2 separate regions of the Rattus norvegicus genome follow, and region 1 is linked to region 2. Evidence: chromatin contacts called from public Hi-C data. All regions are on one chromosome and are shown on one strand. Each heading gives the region's core, a stretch centred on a gene start, on an enhancer-like site or on the middle of the called end of the contact. The rest is flanking DNA. Distances are from core to core; before and after follow the strand shown.

Evidence for each region. A called contact is a pair of places that touch in the nucleus more often than the background predicts.
Region 1: a contact with region 2 is called in a Hi-C map of the A7r5 cell line, with 3 times the contacts expected there. The contact joins two enhancer-like sites. A contact is called at or near these places in 9 of 12 Hi-C or Micro-C datasets (the A7r5 cell line, the Rat2 cell line, frontal cortex and 5 more).

What each region holds. Positions count from the first base shown.
Region 1 is chr18:57,745,308-57,751,544 of GRCr8, forward strand. Sh3tc2 (SH3 domain and tetratricopeptide repeats 2) reads left to right here. Exons shown (of 17, transcript NM_001427096.1): 16 at 1-187; 17 at 1,588-2,428. The coding sequence ends at 1,779. Among named protein-coding and RNA genes, the nearest start is that of Sh3tc2, 62 kb to the left of the region's middle. Within about 2 kb of position 4,089, at least 12 of the 93 cell types and tissues checked have an H3K27ac peak or open chromatin away from gene starts, as enhancers often do. A contact at or near this core is called in the A7r5 cell line, where this site is marked.
Region 2 is chr18:57,675,047-57,681,050 of GRCr8, forward strand. No RefSeq gene overlaps it. Among named protein-coding and RNA genes, the nearest start is that of Sh3tc2, 8.8 kb to the right of the region's middle. Within about 2 kb of position 1,830, at least 6 of the 93 cell types and tissues checked have an H3K27ac peak or open chromatin away from gene starts, as enhancers often do. A contact at or near this core is called in the A7r5 cell line, where this site is marked.

The DNA of each region.
Region 1 (6,237 bases), core at 2,839-5,338, 73 kb after region 2:
ACAGGAGCTGGTGGCTTTTCACCGCCTGGCGACCGTGTACTTCTCTCTGAACATGTATGAGATGGCTGAAGACTGCTACCTGAAGACTCTATCCCTGTGCCCGCCATGGCTGCAGAGTCCCAAGGAAGCGCTGTACTATGCCAAGGTGTATTGTCGCCTGGGCCGACTCACTTTCTACCAGCTGAAGGTAAGAGGTTGTCTTCCATGATGGCTTTTTTTTTTTCTTTGAGAGCTACTGTTCAGCCATTCTTTACTGAGAGAGTTAGTGAGGGGACTTTGGAGTGGAGGTGAGAGGACGAGTGAGGCCAAGATGATCAGGTTTTAGTCACAGGGTAGGGAATGGTTTCTCTGGGGATGTGAGGACTTTTTCTGTTAAGCCCCACTGGAGAAGTGAAAGGCGTTGAGAAGAAAGGTCATACCTCTCCTCTACTATAATTCCTGTGAAAACTTTAATGTCAACTGTACCCCATTTCACATAAAGCTCCGGGAAATTACTTCATATAAGGAAGGCACACACACAGGAGTATGCTGGAGATAATCATGTATGGCCATGTTGGATACAAGGATATTTAAGTCCTGAGAAGTTTCTTGTCTTGAGTCTCTTCCTCGCTGGGCTGGAGTCCAATCTAGAACTCCCAGTGGCTTCTGGAACTGAGGTGGTAGCCTTCAGTCCCGTTATAACTCTGACCACCCCTCCTCCCCCAAACTGTGTCCTCAAGTTTGGCTTCCCCTTCCAAAGGTCCTTGTCACCCCAGCATAGCCCATAAACTTTTAATAGTGACTTTTCCTGAGTCTTGTCTAACTCTGACCACAAATGGAGACTCAGGGCAGCTCCGCTGACCTTTGCCTACTGGTCAGACTGTTTCTGGCCTTCAGTAATTATATAGGATAATGAGAACCAGGAGTCTCTTTCTGAATCCTCCCCAGACAAGCATCTGTTTCTTATCCTCTGTGTAGAGAGGGACAGGCGGCGAGGTGAAGGCCCACTTAACCACCATGCCAGAGCAAGTGGCTCAGGGACAGAGAATGCATGGTCTGGTTGCATCAGCCAAGGAGTCTAGGTACCGCAAAGGGAAAACCTGGAACAACTGTAAACAGAAGAGGCGGTTTACTGACTCCCATAACTGGAAGCTGAGGTGCAGATTTAGTTTTGGGTACTTCTGGATTCTATTCCTCCTTCAACTTCATGAATACCTCTTATCTCCTCCTTGACGCTGTGTGTTCCTACTTCTCTGTGACTCTTGGCCTCAATCTTTGCCAGCCCCTGGGAGACTGATGCCATATTCAAAAGGAAATCGGCCATTTTCCTTGTTGGGTTACACCAAAAAGTCCCAGAGGGGGGTGGACTGTCCAGTGCAATGTTGTATCTTGATTGGAGACGGGGAAGATGCCACCTCTGTGCCTGAGGAGGAGGGACACTGTGATTGGTAATGCCATCAGAGCCTGAGTACATCAAGGGAAGACCTCCTTTGAGGCATTGGGATGTGGGGATGGAGTAACTGAACAATGTCAATGATCTCAGCATAGAGCTTAAGCCTGTCCTGTAAGTACTGCTAATGATGTCTCTTCTTTGCCCCATGGGGTTAGGATGCCCATGATGCTACTGAATACTTTTTGCTGGCACTAGCAGCTGCGGTCCTGGTGGGTGACGAGGAGCTGCAGGACACCATTAAGAACAGGCTAGACAGCATCTGCCAGAGTCCCTTGTGGCACAGCAAACCCTTGGGGTGCTCTTCAGAGAGGTCACGGTGGCTCAGTGGTGGGAGCCTGGCCCTCTGAAGAGACCCATCCCCTTCTTGACCATTTTGCCATGGCTAGCTGCTGCCTTCCTGCCCCAAGTTCTTAGATCTGGGCTGGGAGGATTCAAGTTATCACCTCATTTTATGGAGAAGAGCAATGCCCAGAAGGAGAAGGGCTCTGTGAAGGGCATCTTGGCTCTACACTTTGCTTCGGGAACTTTGCCCAGGTCACTGTGACTCTTCTACACAAACAGCTCCGAGATGCTTTCTCTCAACCCAGCTCTGGAGAAAGGAGGAAAGCAGGCAGTGCACTGGGGAAAGTGTGAGCAGACTGTCTTGGCACCCTCACCAGTGTTCTCAGGGAAGACCCTTCAGTGTCTGTGGAGGAACCCATTGTTTCTCTCTTGCTTTCTTCAAAACCGAAAGGAGTCAGTACTCGGTGCTCATGGAGACTGCTGGCAGAAGGTTCCAGCAAGGTTTTGTCTCAGGAGATGCATCCACAGAAGGGTCAGGTGGAATGTCCAGAGGTCCAACTGGGGTCCATGTTCTCCATTCTACTTGAAAGCATGGCTCCTATAAGACTTTCCAGAAACTCGAGTGAAGCTTAACTTGGTCTAAGGCTTGTGAATTCTGCCATACATCATATGTAAATACTGTATATTATTAAATATTGGCTATTTACATTTATATACCCTTTTGTCTCCTTTATCTTGGGGGTGGGGAGAGAGAAGGTGACTCTTTTACAAAACACCTCTGTGAGTTATCTGTAACCACACACCACACCGAGTGGCTTGCAACAGCATTGATTATCTATCTCATAGTGTTTGGAGGGCAGTAATCCCAACGTGACCTCGCTGGGTCTTCTGGCTTAGGGCGGCTTACAGGACTGAAACTAAGGTGTAGGCCGGGGAAGGAGTCACCTCAGGTGCAGCTGTAGAGAGAGCTGCTTCCACTTGGTTCACATGGTTGTTGGCAGGAGTTGGCCAGTTGGTTGTTGCTGGCAGTTGGCCAGAAGTGAGCCACAGCCATGATAGCCAGGATGGCCAGGCCACCCCATGATAGCTCCTCCTGTCATCAGAATGAGCAAGGCAGAGAGGCACCAAAGAGATCAAACGAGAGAAATTATAATCAAATTGAGAAGTGGTACCCATTTGCCTTGTGCATTGTGTTCATAATAAGACAGCATCTATCGGAGTCGCTTATGGCATAGCGGTCAACTGGGATGCTCCTCAGAGAGGATCAGCTAATACAAAAGACAGGTTTGTGGTTAGCAGGGGCACAGAAGTCAGGAGGGGAGGGATCAATGAGATCATTCTAGAATTGTTTACCATTGTAACTGAGTTCTTTGGTAATGGAACTGGGCAGTGAGACAAAACTGTGTTCACTGACTAGAGTTGGCGTCAGATGATTGACAGCTGAAATGCAAATTCTGTGTCTGTACCCAAGACAACTGAATGGAACCCCCTGAAGCCCAACTCCCTATCTCTCACAAACACCCCCCAGCCATTCGAGTGCATAGCGAAGCATGAAAAATATTCTAGGACAGCTCCTAGACAGTGTGTGAATTGCTCGGTGAGCAAGCCGACCATGAACTTTTCGTTCCTGCTCCTCCTAATTCTGGTTTAGTGAGTCACATGTTTCAGGAGCACGAAGTTTGAGAGAGCAATTCAGGGATCACAAGGTGGGAGGTTCATTCTTGCTCTGAGCAGTGTAACATGTGAGGAGGTCTGGCCATCAGCCTCTTCACCTGCACATAGCTGCTTAGATTTAACTAACCAACTGGATCACATGCCTTTGTGTTTGGACTTTTCAGATGACTAGAGGTTGTCTGTGTGGTGGGGGTGGGAACGGATGGTATACTGAGTCACCATTACATCTAGTCACCAAGGTTATAGTTGTATCAACATACATACACACACACACACACACTATATATATATATATATATGTATATATATATAACACAATACACATATATATACTTATATATATGTATTTATATATACACATATACACACACACTATATATACATACATATATACATACATATACATACACACACACATACACATATATATATATACACACACACACACATATATGTTTCTTGGTGGGGGGAAGAAATTCAATCCTTGTTGGCTCTTCTCTCCTCTAGAGTGTTCCTCCCCAGAGAGGAAATGGAATTCTTCGATCTGCTCCTGTGTAAAAATGATGCAATTCTGCCCCCAGTACAAGCTGTAAAATCTAAGGAAACAGGGAGGAATGTTGTGGTTGAGGCTGGCTGGCCTAATCTCCCATGCAGAGTCCTTGCAAAAACATTCCTGAGGGATGGTCAAGGCCCTTGAGTTCCAGAGCAGTTACACATCTTATATTTGAAGAAAGCTCTCTCGGCCTGGAAGCCAAGCCCTAGCCATTGCCCATCTGACTCAAGTTACAATCTCTCCCCTTTTCTGCTGATGGCTCACTATCCTCTGGCCCGAGCTGCTGCTGTCTCCAAACTGCTCAGGCTTTTGATGTTGGTCATGGGGATGAAGACTGCTATGGAATCTTACTGTAATTAGTGTAAGTTGATGTTATCCTTTAAGCCCTACTAAGATTGGTTCCCTCAGCAGCTATAGCGGATTCTTCATTTCGAGCTCTGTAGTCATTTACAAGGAACTTCCGGCCCATCAGATCTTCCTCATGTGTACATGAAACATGCATTTGCACCTGTGTACATGAAGGGGCATTATGGGGATTTTATATTTCATTGTAAGTTTTAGCTAAAGTGTTCTGTGCATTTTGATTTATCCGATAAATTTGCCTGTAACCAGGTCAGATATAAATGATCACTGTGTTTCATAATAAATAATACCATTACACATTATATAAAGACAGGAGCCAGGCCTTTTTTTTTAAATAACTAAGACATTCTACCAGATAATTATAATATATATATATGTATATATATATATATATATTATAAGTCACTTGTTAAAACAGTTGTGAGATGTCCGTAGGAAGCCTTAAGCAAGATGGGTAGTTTCTTTTAGAATGGTGTTGATTGTCTTTTATCTTTATATTTCCCCCATTATCCACAGACATCAGAAGGGAGCAGGCTTGACCTGTGTTTTTCACAGCCATGGCTTAGGTATCCTAGCCTACTTCCCAGAACTTTCGTGGGCTGCCTGACTCCCAGCTCCTCGTCTCTTATCAGTGGCACTTTCAGGAGGACCACTTCCCCGTCCAACATCCTGAAACCAACTACCACTCTTGGGGCTTCTCTTATGCAGGCAATGTGTTTATCTTGATACAGACATTTGTATATGCACATGTGTGTGTTTATACACATATGCGTGTGTTTGTGTCTGTGTCTGTGTGTGCTTGTGCTAACTGGATGTAATGTCATTCATTTGTTTATTTGGGGAGGGAATGGGCAGGGGTGAAGGGAGAAAAATGGAACAGATCACCAGGGAATGGGAACCTTTGATTCCATGTTTATGGCAGGGAGACTCTGCAGCTCAGAGCTCTGACCTCTGAGGTCAGTCCCCTGACTGCTCCTTTCCCACGGAGTTCTTTCTGTCCTTGTCCTGCATGACCAGGTTTGGAGATGTCATCTGTGGGATGAGATCAGATTTTCATATGCCCTGATTTTGTTCTTCTTTCTATGGCTGAGTAAGCGAAGAGACAGAAGGTAATTTTCCTCCCAGGCACACAGGTAGTGGCAACACACAGCAGTGCTCCAAGGGTTCTGATGCGAGACTAGGTTGGGGGAATGAGAAGGGTTTCTGCCCTCCGGAGCCCCCTTCATAGTGTGTAACTGTGTCTCACAAGCACCTGAGCCTGAGTTTATCACCACATACAACACTAGAAGAGTCGTTTATCAAGCTATTTATACCTATTCAGTTTGGGGGTTTTGGCTGGCCCTTCTTTCCTCTTTCCCTTCATTTCCTTTGCTTATATAAATTAATTCTATAAAGGATGACTGGTATACACACACATGCACACATGCAAGCACACACATAACACACATGTGCATACCCGAACATGCACACACTCGTATACACCTATTCACATGCACATGCACATATTCACACACGTACACACACATACACAGAGTTGTAATGTTTTGTCATCCACAGACTTCCACAACTTATAACAAATATCATGAGCAAAACGGTGCACTGACTTTAAGCTCAGTCCTGTTCCTTATCCAAAGCTCCTTGCCTAGCTCCGATCTTTCAGTGCTCAAAAGTCCAAGAAATTAACAAACGACAAAGCATAGAAGGCAGCTTAGCATTGATCAGGGTCTTTTTGAATGTTTTGAGAGACTCCCATCCTCATGAGAAATAGAAGTAGCAAAACAGATTCCCCTCCTCATGGATAGAGTCAGTGGGCCCCAGTTGTGCCCTTCTCAGAACAGGGAAGCAGGACCTTGGCTGGGTGAGCCGGGTAAGATACACGTGATGCACTGTGGAATAGAATCAGGATCTTTAGCATCGCTAGAGTTGGTTCCAG
Region 2 (6,004 bases), core at 580-3,079:
CCCTGTGTGGTTGGCAGTGACCTTTATCTGTTCTGACTAGTCCATTTTGTCAGTTATTTAACACTGAAGTTTTCATCGACAGCCTCATATTCAGGTTTTTTTTTTCTCATTATTTTGGGTCTATTGAATTCCATTTCCATATCCGGGATCAGCTTCCTTATTTCATTTAACTGTTTGTTTGTGTTCTTCTGAATCACCTCAGGCATGTATTTATGTCTACTTCCGTTTATTTGAGCATATTTAACATCATTCTGATGATGAGGTGGCCTTGCAGGGCTGCCTTCTTAAGCCTCTGCAAGGCTCGACTCCTGGCTGTTTTCTGGAAACCCAGAGGTGGACTTGGTCAGACAGTCCATCAACCCAGCCAGTATTTAATTAAAGTTTGCTTCAAATTTAGCTTTATACTGTGGTATCGGCCTTATTCTCGACTGGTGGGATGAACATAGGGAAGGGGGGGAAAGCGACATGTAGTAAGAACGGAGTGGAGCTGAGCTGGCTTGCTAAAATAGCACTGGGTGTTAAAAAGACAAAAAGGGAGAGAGCGAGCTGGGTGGAGATAAAGATTCAGAAATCGATTGACCGGATTGCTACCTTTCTCTCTTTCATTCCTTTCCCAGGTCCTGGAATGCTGGGAGCTGAGACAAGGCCTATTCATTCTCGCCTTGAGCCTTCCTTGGAGGATTCATTGCTGATGCTATCCAGGTCTGCGGAGCCTGCCTCACAGGTCGAGTCTCAGATCTGGCCACACCTTGATGAATTGCTCGTTTCCTAGTCTTGCAGTGTAGAGTAACCAGTTGGATAACTCTGCTCTTATGTCCCCCCACCCCCTTGTTTCCACCCGTTGGTGGCTAAATTCTGGTGTGATTTGAATCTGTGTAACTGTGCACTACTCTGAACCATTCTTCAGTTACGTTTTTGAAACGGGAATCTTCGGGAACGTTTCATTGTGAAAGTCCTAAGAGACTAGCTTTCGCAGGATTGGATGTTCTGTCGAGAGTCAGAACTCAAGGCCCTTTCGGACTCATACTTCCGGGTAGGGTCCCATACCACACAGGCAGATTCAGTTCCTACACTGCCTCGGGGAGTGGCCTTTAGGTTGTCAGTTGCCACGTAGGGCCTCAGATATGCTGCGCTTCTTCAGCGTATCTTTAGAAGGCGGAAGAAGGTTTCCTAAGTAACTCCGTTTTGATTGAGCAGTAACCCTTCCAGCCTTCGGGTATTTTGGCAAGAGCCATTTCTAGCTTCCTGACTTCACACAAGCTCCCACTTCCACCCCGGGGGGGTTCTATCATCGGGAGGGAAATAGAAGGTTCAGGTCCAGCTCAGAGGACCACTAGGCTCCTAAGGCATTCTCTCCCACGGTGCAGGGGCTTTTGACTTTTGACTTTGTTTCCGACTCCTAGGGCTTTCCCTTTCTTGCTTTAAAGCTAAATATATTAACCTATGCCTTTCATATTTCATCCTACCTTGCCCTTGGGTGATTCAGTTTGCTACCTGACTGCCTCATCTGGACCACAGAGTGCTGTGTGTAGAGGTTTTTAGACCCTCGCCACTATGGACTACAGCTCTGTACTGCTTACACAGGGCGGGCTTTGTTCCATCCTCCTTCAAGGCAGTGTCACTGTGTGAGTCTGTCAGGTGTGGTATCTTTTTGAGTCTTCTTCATCTGTGAGACAGTGGCAGTCCCTGCCTTGCAGGCATGCTGCGTGTTATGAATGAAGTGAGGCCGGAAGTGCAGACCAGAGTCCTGCTCACACAGCCCAGCCAATGACTATTGTGCCAAGCCTTTGAGCTCCAAGTTGCTTCTTTTAAAGCAGTTGGCTCTGAGCTGGGCATGGTGGCACACTGAGGGGGCAGAGGCAGGCAGATCTCTGAGTTCGAAGCCATCCTGGTCTACAGAGTGAGCTCCAGGGCAGCCAGGGCTACACAGAGAAACCCTGCATTTAAAAACAAAACAGAAAACAAACAACAAACAAAACGGCCCTGAGCTAAAAGACTAACAACAATTCGGTTTTAAGTCTAAAAAGAGCTTTACAAATTATATTTTCTAGACCGGATACTTTCTGAAATCTTGAGGGTTCTTTCTATCTCCATCTCTCCGCAATAGGAAGTAAGAGCTTTAGCTAAAATTAAAAACTCTGTAGCCTGGGTGTGACAGCCTGTGCATCATCATGAATTTCTCCCACACCATGATACTCCTTCAAGCCCCATTCCCCAACCTTTAGCAATTACATGCTTTCCCTAATGACTCATAATCAACTTGCCATGGGTGACAGAATCAGCTCTCAGTAGCGCCCAAGCTTCCCTTTTGTTGTCTTAGTTCTTCAGTTCAGTTTGTCACCTGTGCTTAGGTGTTTATTGGGAACACCTAGTGGGGTTTTATTTAAGTTCTAGGTGCAGGCCAGTGGTAGTCTACCTAATTAGTATGCAGGAGAACACGGGCTTAATCCCTAGGGCCATGTAGGTCAAAAGGCAAAACAAAACAAAAACAAAGAAAGAGAACTGAATACATGTGGGGCTGGAGAAATGGCTCAGCGGTTAAGAGCACTGACTGTTCTCCCAGAGGTCCTGAGTTCAAATCCCAGCAACCACATGGTGGCTCACAACCATCTGTAGTGGGATCTGATGCCCTCTTCTGGTGTGTCTGAAGACAGTAATGGTGTACTCACATACATAAAATAAATAAATTAATTTAAAAAAGAAATGAATAAATGTATAATAAATTTCCCTCTCTAACCATTTGTGTGTGTTGACCTCCATTGGCTCTATGGGGACCACGTAACCTCACAAGGGAAGACAAGCTTTGTCTCATTCTCCTTGGGCTGTGAAAAAGACCAATGTTACACACAACCACCACTGGACTCTGAACACAAAGCTAAAAGTGCAAAATGCCATCCTCATAGGAACATTGCTGTCATATAACCACTGAAGCAGGCAATGGAGTCTCTGCGGTGCTGAATGGCTCTGTAGAGGGTTGACGTCAAGACACTCGAAACCCTTTTCTAGAGACGCTAATTCAAGAAGTAGATCTATCTGCTTGTCTTTATGTATGTTTCTACTGTTCATGTAGACATAACATATTAGCTGTCAGATGTTGTGGGGTTGACGGCGTAGACTGATATCGATTTGATTGGGTATTACTTTTATAAAAAGGACCTTTCTCGAATAGTTTGTACCACGTAGCTCTGATAAAGTTATCACTTTATACAGTGCCAAACAAGCTTATAATGTATATTATATTTATATATACATACATATATATATACAGGCACACATATATATGTATGTGCATGCATGTGTGCATGTGCATGTGTATGTATTCTTATATTTTAAATATATACTTATATTTTAAAACAGCAAGCCTTTCCTGGCCTTTCTTGGTGATGTGCTTAGTTACATGGCCACTAGAACCTGAGAAGAAGATGACTCAACCATCAGCTCCGTGGGCATTTCCCGACTCTCGCTGTGGCTTGCTTGCTGTCTGGATTTCCCCCAGAACTTTCATCCTTGTTTTATTAAGTATATTTTCTGTGCCGAGATTCCTTCTCCAGTTTGTTTTTTTTATTTACTAGTATGTAAACCAAGGTATGGTCTGAGAATTATAAACAGCACAACACAAGATAAAAGGTCAGTTTGGGACAATGGTGAAGCAGCAAACCAGAGAGCGGCAGTTTCGTTCCCACCATGACCAACTCAGCAGTTGTTCAGCTCTGCTCTCTAGGGATGAGCTGGCCACAGTTATCCCTGCTTAGGAAACTGACTAAGCTTCGACCTGGTGGGAGGATGATCTGCTGATGTCCAATATTCACTTAAATTCTAAGGTTCCAACCCGTGCACTTGCATTGTCTTAGGTTTCATTCGCCCTGCTAAGCCGGGCCATGGAGGAAAAGTTCTTTGAGATGGAGTGGTTCAGATAAATAGTCTAGTAGTCATTAAGCACCAGTGCATAACAATGTATGTAACTATTCTATGGGCAAACTGTGCTCATTTAGTTAAAATGTATTCACTCGGCATCTACTGTGTGCTAGGTGTCAATTCTTGAACTGCTATGAAGAAGGTGGACCACAACTCTGGGCAAAATATGATACGTCATAATGGATAATATCTATTATAGGCACAGTTTTGTTCTAAACACTTCTTTAATCTGCATAATGGTCCTCTGAGGCAGGTCCCATCACACTCCATTGTATCGAAGTAGAAACGGAAGCTCAGACAGGCCTGTATTTTCTCAAGACCACACAGTTTGTTGGGGAGCATAAATGGGCTTCCATAGGTCCCTTCCTCATGGTGTTCTAGGGTGTTCCCTCTTACTGCCTTAATTGGCTTCTAGGTTGAGTGACCTATGAGTTTACCTTGTGACCTCTTCCACTGTAAGTTCTCACCTACCTGTCCCTCAGCTGCATCAAAGACTGGCCTAGGGAAGGCAAACGAGGCTGCTGGAGTCTGGCTCTGGGCTAGGTGCCCCAAAGCTCACTAAGGCCTTCTTCATTGAGCAGATACTTTGTGGATACAAAGCAATGGGTGCAGATACTTAGTATAGCTAAGCAAGATTACTCAAGAGTAGACTAGGAATCCCGTAGATGGTAATTATAGAAATCAGGGTCTTGTAAGGGCCCAGCAAAAGCTGGAGGGTATAAGGACCCTCCCAGGAGAGCAGCGTGGTTGGTACATCAGGCTGGTGAGGCCGGCTCAAAGCAAGTCTCAGAGGAAGCTCTAGAAAGGTGAATTTAATCACACAACAGGTGCTATTTTATTTGACATAAGGCTTTCGATGCAGATGAGATGGACTGGAAGGAACATCAAACAAACGGAGGGTTCTAAGTGCTTGTGTACATCTGTTTCTACTATCCACCACTGCTGCAGAGTTAGAAGAGGGTAAGGACCACGGAAAGGAAGGGCAGGGGCAGTGGGTAACACCGACCCACCTATGACCAGCTTTGGGAGCTCCGGCCTGCCCTGGCCCCTGCGAGCAGCATATGAATCCTACTGGTCATCTAGGGTCTGGGATGCTAGTGAGAGTCAGGGCATCGCCATCCACGATGTGGGCTCCGCAGGGCACAGGCAACACTGGGGTGGGTGGGTGAGTGGGAGGGAAACACTGCTGCTCACTGCTGCCACCTGCTGGACGCATAGGTGTGCGTCTCAGGCTCTGCACTGTTGGGGGGGTCTGTGCATGGTGAGTGAAAGGGCTTCTGGTGTCCTAGGGACACCGCTGTTCTGGATGTGAGATGAGATAAGAAAGAAATATTTTCACTGGGAGAAATGACCAGCTTTGTGGAGGAAGAGATCCCACCTCAGCATGGGGCTGACAAGCTAGATGCATTCTGGCCTCCGGGCTGAAGTGTATATACTGTCTCTGAACTGAAGCATGTGGCAGCTAGACCAGTGGGTGAGATACTGCGATGCCTCTAGTTTTCCTGCTCGGTGCTACATCCTCACCTGCGCCAATCACTGCCCCCCAACCCCACCCCCATTTCTCCACCCCATCCCTCCACCCCTCCCACTTTCTTGAAAAGAACCCATTTTATTGGTGGTCTTGACCACTCCCCCCCCCCCCCTTTTCTCCCTAGGCAGGGTTGTACTTGCTCTGCAGCCATTGCTTGGTAACTGTTCAATGAATGCCCTAGGTCGCCCTTAAGCAGGAATTGGGTAAATGTCCAATGCAGTAGAAAGAAACAAGGGGAATTCTATGGTTCTCCGTTCAAGGGTCTGGCTCCTCCAGCGAGAGGCCTGTGATCTTTGGCAGTGCATCCAGCCTCCCAGGGTCTCAAATTCTTCATTTGTAAGATAGTAATAGTGACTCCTCATGGAGTGGTCGTGTGTGTGAAATGAGTATATTGTCATATATATATATATATATATATATATATATATATATATATATATATATGTGTGTGTGTGTGTGTGTGTGTGTGTGTGTGAATGTGTGTGCATGTGTGTTTGTGTGTATGTGTCTGTGTGTGTATGTGTGTGTATGTGTATGTGTCTATGTATATGTATGTGT